Linked DNA regions of Mus musculus: region 1 is linked to region 2. Evidence: chromatin contacts called from public Hi-C data. All regions are on one chromosome and are shown on one strand. The core of a region is the stretch at or near the end of the contact, and the rest is flanking DNA. Distances in the headings are between cores, read along the strand shown.

What was found. Hi-C and Micro-C count contacts between places; a contact is called where the count stands out from the background.
Region 1: a Hi-C map of bone marrow-derived macrophages shows a contact between it and region 2, with 11 read pairs. The contact joins two enhancer-like sites. A contact is called at or near these places in 4 of 39 promoter capture datasets (cranial neural crest, liver and pre-B cells), 1 of 484 Hi-C or Micro-C datasets (bone marrow-derived macrophages), 1 of 115 datasets of contacts at active chromatin or transcription factors (embryonic stem cells) and 1 of 9 other capture datasets (macrophages).

Annotation. Positions count from the first base shown.
Region 1 is chr7:4,404,740-4,411,337 of GRCm38.p6, reverse strand. No RefSeq gene overlaps it. Among named protein-coding and RNA genes, the nearest start is that of Gp6, 10 kb to the right of the region's middle. Within about 2 kb of position 1,282, at least 10 of the 459 cell types and tissues checked have an H3K27ac peak or open chromatin away from gene starts, as enhancers often do. A contact at or near this core is called in bone marrow-derived macrophages, where this site is marked.
Region 2 is chr7:3,594,122-3,600,237 of GRCm38.p6, reverse strand. No RefSeq gene overlaps it. Among named protein-coding and RNA genes, the nearest start is that of Oscar, 19 kb to the left of the region's middle. Within about 2 kb of position 2,312, at least 7 of the 459 cell types and tissues checked have an H3K27ac peak or open chromatin away from gene starts, as enhancers often do. A contact at or near this core is called in bone marrow-derived macrophages, where this site is marked.

The DNA of each region.
Region 1 (6,598 bases), core at 33-2,532, 810 kb before region 2:
AGGGAAGGTGGACAGATATCTGGCATTTGGACCTGCCTCCTGGCAGAAGATGAAGGCCCAAAACAGGGCTTGTCCCAGAATTTGTGTAGCTTCTCTAGTCCACACTCTCACCTGCGCAGAGTTGTCTCGGCAGGATCCCGGAACCAAGATGTCTCCCCCAGATGCTGTGGCAAAGCCCTCCCGGGCTGGGGCGGACACCTCTCCTCTGGGAGGGAAGGTGCTCGGGTGTCTGGAGCCCGAAACACGGTCTGCCCCAGAAGCTCTGTGGGTTCCGCCTGTCCCAGAAGCTGTTAGCCTCTGCAGTCCACACTCTCACCTGTGCAGACCAGTCTTGGTGGAATCCGGGAACCCTGTGAGATGCATTCTGAATGATGCTGTACCACTTGTTTACTGCTAACCCCCAGCAACATTCCTTCTGAATTGTGTGTGACAAGTACAGCACTAGCCAATGGTGATAGAAACTTTGAAAGAGTTTGTGCTAGTTTCAGAAAATAAAGCTTTCTTTTTAAACAAATAATTTTGTTTTGGCTGTTGGAGACTGGTTTCTCTGTTTACCCATCCTGGAACTTGCTCTGTAGACTGTGGTGGCCTTGAAATCAAGGTATAGAACCTTGAGAGACTGCCTACCTCTGTCTCTCAAGTGCTGAGATTAAAGGTATACGACACTCCTGACTGTTTAGTTCATGTTTACATTAAAATTTTAGGTCAGGTATTGTCACAGGCAGACATATCTTTTATTCCAGTACTCAGATCTCTGTGAGTTTGAGAAAATAAGTGTTATTATTGTGCAAAGAGAATCTCTTATAAACATCACCTGTCAATAAAAAAGCTGATGGCCAATGACCTGAGGCAGGAAATAGGAGGTAGGACACTGGCAGGAAGAGAGAAGGTTCTAGAAAATAGTAAGTATAAATGAGAGATTCAAGAGAGACCCAGGGAGACATTGGAGATATGAGATGGACTGAGGGGGAAGGTCATAAGCCAGCAGGTAGAGGAATTTGGAGAGTCACTTAGGAGATGAAAGGAAAGAAGTAGGCTGGGGAGATGTGATATGAGGGATGCATGGTACTTGAGCACAGGTAACCAGCCACATGGCAGAATGTAGGCTAGAATAAATGGGGTTATCTTTAGTTATTTCTAGTCAGAGAAGAGCCCAGCTATATGGCCAAGGTATTTGTAAATATATTTGAGTGTGAGTCTTTTTTCTGGGAACATGGGACTGGGAGGAAGAAACAGGCCATTACTTCTTCTTTTTTCTCCCCCAAAATAGTCCCCACTGCTGCTTTCCTGTTACAGAATTTCATTACACTTTCAGTTTCCTACATATCTTAACTTCTCTTTCCTTATGGCCACCATTTTTAGTTTCAATATACAAACTCTCATAGTTTTAAAGATTTATTTATTTTATTTTATGTATATGAGTACATTGTAGCTGCACAGATGGTTGTGAGCCTTCATGTGGTTGTTGGGAATTGAATTTTTTTCTTTTCTTTTTTTTATTAATTAGATACTCTCTTTATTTACATTTCAAATGCTATCCCAAAAGTTCCCTACACTCTCCCACTGCCCTGCTCCCCTACCCACCCACTCCCACTTCTTGGCCCTGGCATTCCCCTGTACTGGGGCATATAAAGTTTGCAAGACCTAGGGGCCTCTCTTCCCAATGATGGCCGAGTAGGCCATCTTCTGCTACATATGCAGCTAGAGTCAAGAGCTCCGGGGGCACTGGTTAGTTCATATTGTTGTTCCACCTATAGGGTTGCAGACCCCTTCAGCTCCTTGGGTACTTTCTCTAGCTTCTCATTTGGGGGCCCTGTGTTCCATCCTATAGATGACTGTGAGCATCCACTTCTGTATTTGCCAGGCACTGGCATAGTCTCACACGAGACAGCTATATCAGGGCCCTTTCAGCAAAATCTTGCTGGTATATGCAATAGTGTCTGGGTTTGGTTGCTGATTATGGGATGGATCCCCAGGTGGGGTAGTCTCTGGATGGTCCATTCTTTCATCTTAGCTCCAAACTTTGTCTCTGTAACTCCTTCCATGGGTATTTTGTTCCCTATTCTAAGGAGGAATGAAGTATCCACACATTGGTCTTCTTTCTTGATTTTCTTGTGTTTTGCAAATTGTATCTTGGGTATTCTAAGTTTCTGGGCTAATATCCACTTATCAGTGAATACATATCTAGTGACTTTTTGTGATTGGATTACCTCACTAAGGATGATATCCTCCAGATACACCCATTTGCTCCAAAATTTCACAAATTCATTGTCTTTCATAGCTGAGTAGTACTCCATTGTGTAAATGTACCACATTTTCTGTATCCATTCCTCTGTTGAGGGACATCTGAGTTCTTTCCAGCTTCTGGCTAATATAAATAAGGCTGCTATGAACATAGTGGAGCATGTGTCCTTATTACAAGTTGGAACATCTTCTGGGTATATGTCCAGGAGAGGTATTGCTGGATCTTCTGGTAGTACTATGTCCAATTTTCTGAGAAGCCACCAGACTGATTTCCAGAGTGGTTGTACAAGCTTGCAATTCCACCAGCAATGGAGGAGTGTTCCTCTTTCTCCACATCCTCGCCAGTATCTGCTGTCACCTGAATTTTTGATCTTAGCCATTCTGACTGGTGTGAGGTGGAATCTCAAGGTTGTTTTGATTTGCATTTCCCTAATGATTAAGGATGTTGAACTTTTTTTCAGGTGCTTTTCAGCCCTTTGGTATTCCTCAGTTGAGAATTCTTTGTTTAGCTCTGTACCCCATTTTTAATTGAATTTATTTGAATTTCTGGAGTCCAGCTTCTTGAGCTCTTTGTATATATTAGGTATTATTCCCCTATTAGATTTAGGATTGGTAAAAATCCTTTACCAATCTGTTGGTGGCCTTTTTGTCTTATTGACAGTGTCTTTTGCCTTACAGAAGCGTTGCAATTTTATGAGCTCCCATTTGTTGATTCTCGATCTTACAGCACAAGCCATTGCTCTTTTGTTCAGGAATTTTTCCCCTATGGCCATATCTTCAAGGCTTTCCCCCACTTTCTCCACTATAAGTTTCAGTGTCTCTGGTTTTATGTGGAGTTCTTTGATCTACTTAGACTTGAGCTTTGTACAAGGAGATAAGAATGGATCATTTCTCGGGAATTGAATTTTTAGGACCCCTGCTTGCTTTGGTTGGCTCTGCTTGCTCCTGTCATCTCTGGTCAACTCTGTTTGCTCAGTTGCTGCTTGCTCCAGCCCAAAGATTTATTTATTGTTATACATAAGTGCACTGTAGCTTACTTCAGACACACCAGAAGAGGGGGGCAGATCTTATTACAGGTGGTTGTGAGCCACCATGTAGTTGCTGGGATTTGAACTCAGGACCTTTGGAAGAGCAGTCGGTGCTCTTAACCACTGAGCCATCTCACCAGCCCCACTCACATAGTTTTAAATGTAAGTTTCTTGCATGAGTGAAAACATGTGGTATTATCTCCCTGAGTCTGGCTTACTTGGTGTAATATAATGATTTCCATTTTCTTATGGGCGTCATGACTTCATTTTTCTCTCCAAATGTATAAAGTTCCATTCTGCCTACATACTACATTGTCTAATTTATGTGCATCTAAGCTGCCCTGTGTAAATTTCCTATCTGCTGTGACTAGTGCGATAGAAGTGCACACAAATGTGCAAGACCTTGCTATGTTGACTTAGAGTTTGCCAGGATTAGCTACGAAGCTCCATCCCTTTTATTAAAACAAACAAAAAGAAAACAAACAAAATATAATATATTAGACACTGTTTGCCCATCACTTTGTAGGCTGTTATTTAATTTAGAAATGTCTTTGTAGATTGTAACATTTTTCAATTTCTGAATGTCATATTTCATGTTTGACTTCCAATTTTTATTGTAAAGCCCTTTGCCTGTTGTCTCGTGATTGTCTTTTCTGCAGGTGGTTCACTCGGGCTCTCAGTCAAGATTAGTGTATGCTCTTCCCAGACTATCTGGAAGAAGTTCTTCTCTAACACTAGAGGGCTGCGTGTTATCCTTTATGAACCACCTCCCCAAATGAACTTTGGTATTGTATTTAATTTCTCTCATCAGTTAGGTATGCTGGTGTATGCTATGCTTATGATACCAGCTGAAGGCAGCTGAAGTCAGGAAGGTCTCAGGGTTGAAGTCACCTGGGGCTACATAGTAAGACTCTATTTTATAAGACTTATCATAGCCACTACCTCTATGATCAATCACATATTGTTTTGTTAGGTAGGTTCCCTATAGTTTCCTAAATACCTAGTTCTGTGTTTGCTATAAGGTAAGCACTCAATAATTCTCTGATTGAATGAGTAAACTAATGTAACCGACCTTTAATAACAGACTACCTCTGTTTTCTCATTGCAGGTCCATCTGGGTCTCCCATTGTGATTTGGGTCACAGTTGCTGCTGTCTGCTTCCTCCTCCTCCTTCTCCTCCTCTTCCTCCTCTGCCTCTGCACCATTGGGCCAAATGTAGTATGTTCCGGGATGGGGAAAGGATTAGTCTGGGAGTGGTGTATGGGGGTTGGTGGGTTCTAAGGCTGATCGTTGTCTTTCTGTAGAGACCAGCAGTGATGAGATCACGAGCCAAGTGAAATATAAGAGGTACGAAAATTTGACTCTTCCAATAAATACACCTCTGCATCTCCATCTAAGACTATTGTCTGAGTACTGGAGATTGAAGCCAGGGCCCCTACTGCTCAATGGACATTCTTAACTCCTAAAAATTCTACTTATATGTCATTTCTTAGGGATAACTTAACTTTTCAACTTCTTTTTACTCAGCTCCAGCCCAGTCATGGACATCGAAGAAAACAGTAAATGTAAGGTGGAGTACATCTCTCTGAGGAAAGGGATGCTTGGGGGACTTAGACCTTCAAAGACGAACAGAAGAGGTGGGAGGTGCCACTCTGCTGCGTCATGTTGCTGTCTTTCCCTAGGATTCTGTTGGTCATTTATGAAACATAAAATACACAGCTATATAGCTTAAAGGCTCATGTGAAAGAGGCCTACTCTCTCACCTTTCCTTCCAGATGATGAGTTGGAATGCATTCAGCCTGAGAACTGCAGCCAGGTGCACACACAGGTGAGCTTTCCCTACCTTTCTGTCCTTCGTTCCTAGAATCCTACCTAGGTGTCTCCCGATGACAGGCATCTGCAGCAGAAGACTCAAAGGAGGTGACTTATGCCCAGCTATGCCAAGAGAACATGCATTCACTTCCCTCCAATACTCTTCACCACACGTCTACACAGACCTGTGTATATGCCACACACAGATTATCCCAAGAGGAGAGCCAGAACTAGCAATGAGGCATGCAGGTATTTCTTCAGCAGAGGGGGGTGTCATGAATGATGAATGAAGCTTCTCATGCTCTTCAACTCAAACCATCAGCTTGGGGATCCAATGAACTCAAGTGTGGAGAAGCTTGTTAACCACGAAGAAACTCTGGAGCTCACAGACATCACTCAGCAAACTGTGATTCCTTGTGATTTGCTCATGTACTCACTTGTGTACCTGTCAGATATAAACAGATAACTTTCCTTGGGCTCATGTTAACTTAGTCAGGGTTCTCTAGAGTCACAGGACTTATGGATAGTCTCTATATAGTAAGGGAATTTATTGATGACTAACAGTCTGCAGTCCAATTTCCCAACAGTGCTCAGCAGCAGCTGTGAATGGAAGTCCAAGGATCTAGCAGTTGTTCAGTCCCACGAGGCAAAGCAGGCGAAGAAGAGAGTGAATCTTTCTTCTTCCAATGTCCTTATGTAGGCCTCCAGCAGAAGGTTTGGCCCAGATTAAAGGTGTGTGCCTCTACCTCTGGATCTGGGACTTGCTTTGTCCCAGATGACCTTGAACTCAGAGATCTTCCTGTCAATCTTCTGGGATACATAGCTACTATGCCTCAAGATCTCCATGCCAAGATCCAGGTCAGAAACTTGTATCTCCCAGCCTCCAGATTAGGATCACAGGTGAGCCTTCAAGTTCTGGATTGTAGATATAGCCAAGATGACAACCAGGAATAGCTACTACACTTAGTAAGACACGATTTTCATTATCTACTGAAAGAGGAACAAGAGGACTCCTTTTGATTAGTGATACAGAGCACTTCAACAGTGTTATCCTTAATCTTGGCTGTTAAGTTGATGGGTTTCAGAATCATCTAAGAGATAAACCTGTAGGTGTATCTGCAGAGCTCCTCCAGAGATGTTTACCTGAAGTGGAAAGACACACCATGAATATAGGTGATACTATTTTATGGAGCAGGGTCTTAGATTCAATATAAAGTAGAAATTAAGTGTAACTTCATTATTCATTGATCCCTGTCTCTGCTTCCTGACCATGGATTCAGAACGTCCATCTGTATCACGTGTCTACCACTACACACCTATCTACTGTATCCTCACTTTCATAATAGACTACACCTTAAAGCTAAGTCAAAATAAACCCTTGGTGATGATTATTCTCAATTGTCAACTTGATGAGTTATAGTCTCCTGGGAGACTGGCCTCTACACATAGTTGTAAGAGAATATTTTGATTACGTTAATTGAGGTTTGAAGACCTGCCCATTGCATTCCCTTTAT
Region 2 (6,116 bases), core at 1,063-3,562:
CTTCTTGCTCTAGAAAGGGTAGCCAGACAGTGGTGGTGCACGCCTTTAATCTCAGCACTTGGGAGGCAGAGGCAGGCAGATCTCTAAGTTCGAGGCCAACCTGGTCTACAGAGTGAGTTCCAGAACAGCCAGGGCTACACAGAGAAACCCTGTCTCGAAAAAAAAAAAAAAAGCAAAATAAATAAATAAAACAAAAATATTTTAAAATGTATTTTTGCATTATGGTATGTGTATGGGGATAATGGGTTATGGGTGTGAATACAGGTGAATACAGGTGCCCTGGGACGCCAGAGGCATTGGGTTCCCCTGGAGCTAGAGTTAGAGATGGTTGTGAGCCATCCAAATGTGTGCTGGGAACTGAACTCTCATGATCTGCAAGAGCAATTAGGACTTTTAACCACTGAGGCATGCCTCCAGCCCCAGGTCCCAGGGGTTAAAAAAACCAGATTTATTTATGTATGTATGTATGTATGTATGTATTTATGTGCATGCATGTGTATGTGTGGGGGAGCACATGTGAAAGCTGGTTCTTTCCTTCCACCATGTGGGTTTAGGCATCAGACTTAAGTCATTAGGCTTGCTGTCACGTGCCTTTACCTGTGATCCATCTCACCATTAGGCTGTCACGTGCCTTTACCTGTGATCCATCTCACCAGTTCCAGAACCTAGAGTCTTATACTAGGCAAATATTCTACTTCTGAATTGCATCCTCAGCCATTTTAAACATTTTTTTTTTTTTAATTTTGAGACAGGGTTTCCCTAAATATTTTTGGGCTGGCACTGAATTCAGTTTGTACCATGAGTGAGCCTTGAATATGCCATGTTTCTGCCCTAACCTCTGAGTAGCTGGTATTTACAGGCATGAACCACCAGGCTGACTTATCCTTATTTATATATTTATTTATTTATTTATTTATTCTTGACTCTGGCAATGTTATTGTCTTCGTTGGGGTTTCCATTGCTATGAAGAGACACCATGATCAAGACAACTCTTATAAAGGCAAACATTTAATTGGGGCTGGCTTACAGTTTGGGAGGTTTAGTTCATTATCATCATAGCAGCAAGCATGGCAGTGTGCAGTCTGACATGGTTGCTGGAGAAGAAGCTGAGAGCTCTGCATCTTGATCAGAGGGCAACCAGGAGAGACTTGGCATCCTCAGGCAGCTAGGAAGAAACTTTCTTCTGCAACGGGCGGAGCCTAAGCATAAGAGTCCTCCAAAGCCCACTCCCACAGGGACACACTTCCTCCAACAAGGTCACATCTAATTCCAAGCATATTCAAACCACCACAGAAGTACTTGTATTTAATGCATTTTAGTCATTGTTGCCCTCCCCCACCCCACGCAACCCCCAACCCCACCTCATCACCTTACTATTCCTGAAGAATCCCAGAGTTTATTTTCTCTACTAAACTATAATAGTAAGGAGAGTGTTTTCCTGAGGTCTCCTAACCCTAACCCTAAGATGACAAGGGGTCAGGCAGAAGTGTGGTGTGATGGTTTGTATATTCTTGGACCAGGGAGTGGCACCATCTGGAGGTGTGGCCTGGTTGGAATAGGCGTGTCACTGTGGGTGAGGGCTTAAGACTCTCACCCCAGTTGCCTGGAAGTCAGTCGTCCACTAGCAGACTTTGGATGAAGACATAGAACTCTCAGCTCTGCCTGCGCCATGACAGCCTGGATGCTGCCATACTCCCACCTTGATGATAATGGACTGAACCTCTGAACCTGTAAGCCAGCCCCAATTAAATGTTGTTTTTTATAAGACTTGCCTTGGTCATGGTGTCTGTTCACAGCAGCAAAACCCTAACTAAGACATGTGGGAAGCCGGGCGTGGTAGCACACGCCTTTAATCTCAGCACTCGGAGGCAGAGGCAGACGGATTTCTGAGTTCGAGGCCAGCCTGATCTACAAAGTGAGTTCCAGGACAGCCAGGGCTATACAGAGAAACCCTGTCTTGAAAAACCAAAAACAAAAAAACAAAAAACAAACAAACAAAAAAAAAAAAACCAACTTCCTGACATGTGGGTAACTGGGAGATCCACCACTTGTAACTGACACTAGATATAGGCTTGGGGGACAGTGACCCCAACTGGTGGGTCTGCATCGAGTCCAGAGAGTTAGTGTCAGAACCAAGTCTAATTTTTGGACACTTAAGTCAGTGCCTACAGAGAACTGGAGTCTCTCCTGATCTGGAGAGATAAATGTTGTACATTTAGTGCCTGAGTTACTGTGGTTAGAGAAACAGTGTTCCTTGCCTTTCCTATCCCCCACAAGGCTGTCACAAGACCATCCCATGCTTCCTGTTTCTGATTTATTGTACACTGGAGCTGCAAGAATGTAGAAATGCCATCTAGGGGCTGGTGAGATGGCTCAGTGGTTAAGAGCACTGACTGCTCTTCCAAAGGTCCTGAGTTCAAATTCCAGCAACCACATGGTGGCTCACAACCACCCATAATGAGATCTGATGCCCTCTTCTGGTGCATCTGAAGACAGCTACAGTGTACTTAGATATAATAATAAATAAATCTTTAAAAAAAATGCCATCTAGATATAGCACCTTGACAGTGAGGTCAACAAAGTGGGCTGTATACATTGGGCTCTGTATTTGTGTATGTGTGTTTGTGTATGTTTGTTGTAGTATTGTTTGTTGTTGTTCTTGGTGGTGGTGGTGGTGATGGTGGTTTTTTGAGACAGGATTTCTCTGTGTATAACCCTAGCTGTCTTGGAACTTACAAAAGACTGTTCTCCAACTCAGAGAAATCTACCTGCTTCTGCCTCCTGAGTGCTGGGATTAAAGGATGCTGGGCTGGTGAGATGGCTCAGTGTATAAGAGCACCTGACTGATCTTCTGATATGATAGAGGGAGACTCCCTGAGGAACTAGATTCCAGAGAATCAAACAAAAGGTTATCTTGATGATACCAAAAAATTGTTTTGAGATTTGCATATTACAGAATATATAGCCTTGGTGGGTCTCCAGATATCTTGGACTTTCAGCCAGATCCAATCAAGACACAGACATCAGAGGCTAAATCAATCATTGGTGTGGCCTTCTTAAGGCTAACCAATCCTATTTTCCCTACCCTTCCTCCCCCCTCCCCTTAAAAATATCTCAATGCCCATATTCAGCTTGAAAACGTTATGAAGAGTCGTTGCTCCAGTTCCCTGGCCTTTGGGACTGGAGGGGCTTATCATAGGCTGTCTTTCTAGGGAATGTTGAAATGGTCATAGTTGGAACAGGGAGGAATAGCTAGAATTGATTGCATAGCTGTAATCTCATTTTGTAGAAATATTTTTACTTGTTACTAAGTTGATGTCATAATTTCTTATTTTGATACAGAATTTATTTTGATGCAAAATCAAGGTTTTTTTTTTTTTTTTTTTCCCAAGACAGGGTTTCTCTGTGTAGCCCTGGCTGTCCTGGAACTCACTCTGTAGACCAGGCTGGCCTCGAACTCAGAAATCTGCCTGCCTCTGCCTCCCGAGTGCTGGGATTAAAGGCGTGCACCACCACGCCTGGCTGGTATAAATTTCTTGTATTGATACAAAAAATTTAAAAGTATAGGGCTTAGACCCAGTCGTTCTATAACTGTTATTATAAATTGATCTAAGATGATTAAGCCTGTGAGTTAAGGACCAAATAGCAAATTCATGGCTCTGACTTTATTGTTAGGGTGTTTCAGAGACTGTAATTAGAAATAGCTGAGAGCGGTTAATGGAGAACAGTCCAGATTACTTACAGGGATAGTTGGTTTTCAAAAATGTCACAAATCCACAGAATGTGACAGTTAATGCCATTTATTCACTTGTTGAGACAAATCTGCTCCTAACAGCTTCCCATTCATGGATTCAAAGAAGCAGCTGAGCATCTTTTCTTCAAGTGAGGCCCTACATTTGTGGCTAGGTTGCCACTGGGTAGAAAATTGCCAATCTCTCCTGCAGACCTGTACTGTTCTTGAAAGGACACAATTTACAGGTTAGGACAGCTTAGTTCTGCTGAGACAGAATAGGCTAGTCCTTAGTATTCCTGTATCTCTAAGGTCTGTCAGATAGATGAGCCTGGGCCAGAAGGCTCAAGACATGCTCCAACTTCCTGACTTACGGGGGCTGTATAGGTAGGCAGCTGTCTCTACAATTTGTCTCAGTTCTGGAAGCAGTGTTAGGCTTCTTATTTATTTTCAGTTAATGTTGGTCATTCTCAGATTTCTGATGGGGTTGAAAAATTAATTAATAGTCTCATAGCCAACCCAGGCTATTTACTTTGAAAGAATAGATTTGAGAGGATGATTTTCAGATGGTATACTATCTAAAGCCAGGACATAAGTCAGGGTAGAACCATAAGTCTTTTAACTTAAGATAGATGACAATGTTCTATCTTAATTTCATAAATGATGAACAATCTTATACTCTATAGATTATAAAATGGTAATAGTTGTGTTCTGTTTATATTTGAGAGAAAGGGTTTTTTTTTTGTTTTTAAAGATTTATTTATTATTATCACTGCAGCTGTCTTCAGACATGCCAGAAGAGAGCATCAGATCTCATTATGGGTGGATGTGAGCCACCATGTGGTTACTGGGATTTGAACTCAGGACCTTCAGAAGAGCAGTCAAGTGCTCCTACCCGCTGAAACATCTTGCCAGCCTGGCTTTTTTTTTTTTTTTTTTTCCCCTCGAGACAGGGTTTCTCTGTGTAGCCCTGGCTGTCCTGCCTGGAAGTCACTCTGTAGACCAGACTGGCCTCCAACTCAGAAATACGCCTGCCTCGTCTCTCAAGTTCTAGGATTAAAGGCTTGCGCCACCACTGCCCGGCGGTTTTTTTTTTTTAGAACAGAAAGGGGCAAGTGTTGTGGACCGGCCTGGTGCTGTTCTTATGAACCAATCACCTAATGAATAAAGGAGCCAATCACTGGGTGAGTAGGCGGGACTTCTGGGTTGGAGGGAGGAAGAGAGGTAGCAGGTAGCAGGAGAGAATTAACCCCGTTTTGGAACGGGGATAGCAAATGCCTAAAATGTAGCTGCTAGAGTTTCCAGATATTATGGCAGAGCCACAAGAGTTCACCACAGGAGGAATCAGATTTTAATAAGGCTTACAAGGTTAGGTTTTCGGGGTTGTGCCCAGAGATTGAGTTACTATTGTTTCTGAACTAAGTTTGTGTTGCATTTTCCTTCACATGGTGGCTCATCTGGTTTCAGGAGAGAAAGGTACAACAGCAAAGCCTGGGTTTGCTAGATGTGCACCACAAAGGAGGTGGGAGATTTGAGGCACGGGGTTGGCATGGTAATGACCTGCCAGTGAGAACCTAGAGATCTGGGTGGAGAGATTGTGGAGTTCTGAGTCAGAGTCTCCATGAGATAAAAACAGGTCGGCCATTGCCCACCAGTGCATGGCTGGCCAGACCACTGGGGGCCTCTAGAGGCACAAGCACGCAGACGTGCAGGTTCTACATTCCCTTTATTATTTTTTTAAATTTCCCACGACAGGCTATCTCACCCTCTGTTTTCCAACTAAGGAGAGGAAGGGTGAAAGAAGAGGGGAGCAGAGGAAGATGGCAGGGGAGGAGAAAGGAGGAGAGGGCTGTAGATAAAGAAATAAAATCTCTCTCTTTTTTTTAAAAGATTTATTTATTTTATGTATATGAGTACACTGTAGCTGTACAGATGGTTGTGAGCCTTTATATGGTTGTTGGGAATAGAATTTTAGGACTTCTGCTCATTGGAGTCGGCCCCTCTCACTCAGTCCCTGTTCTCTATTATTATACATAAGTACACTGTCGCTGTCTTCAGACACACCAGAAGAGGGCATCAGATCTCATTACAGATGATTGTAAACCACCATGTGGTTGCTGGGAATTGAACTCAGGACCTTCGGAAGAGCAGTCAGTGCTCTTACCCACTGAGCCATCTCACCAGCCCCCCAAAATAAAATCTCAAGCCATGAAACTATAACTTGAGTCCAATTTAATAAAATGTTAAACTGAAAATATTTAAAAGACTATAAATGTGTCTGGTAATCCCACATAGTGTGGAGAGCTATGGATGTTAATTATGGTTGTCAGTGCATTGCCTTCTTCAGTTCTATAGCTCTGTCACTTAAAGTATAACTCCCACAAAA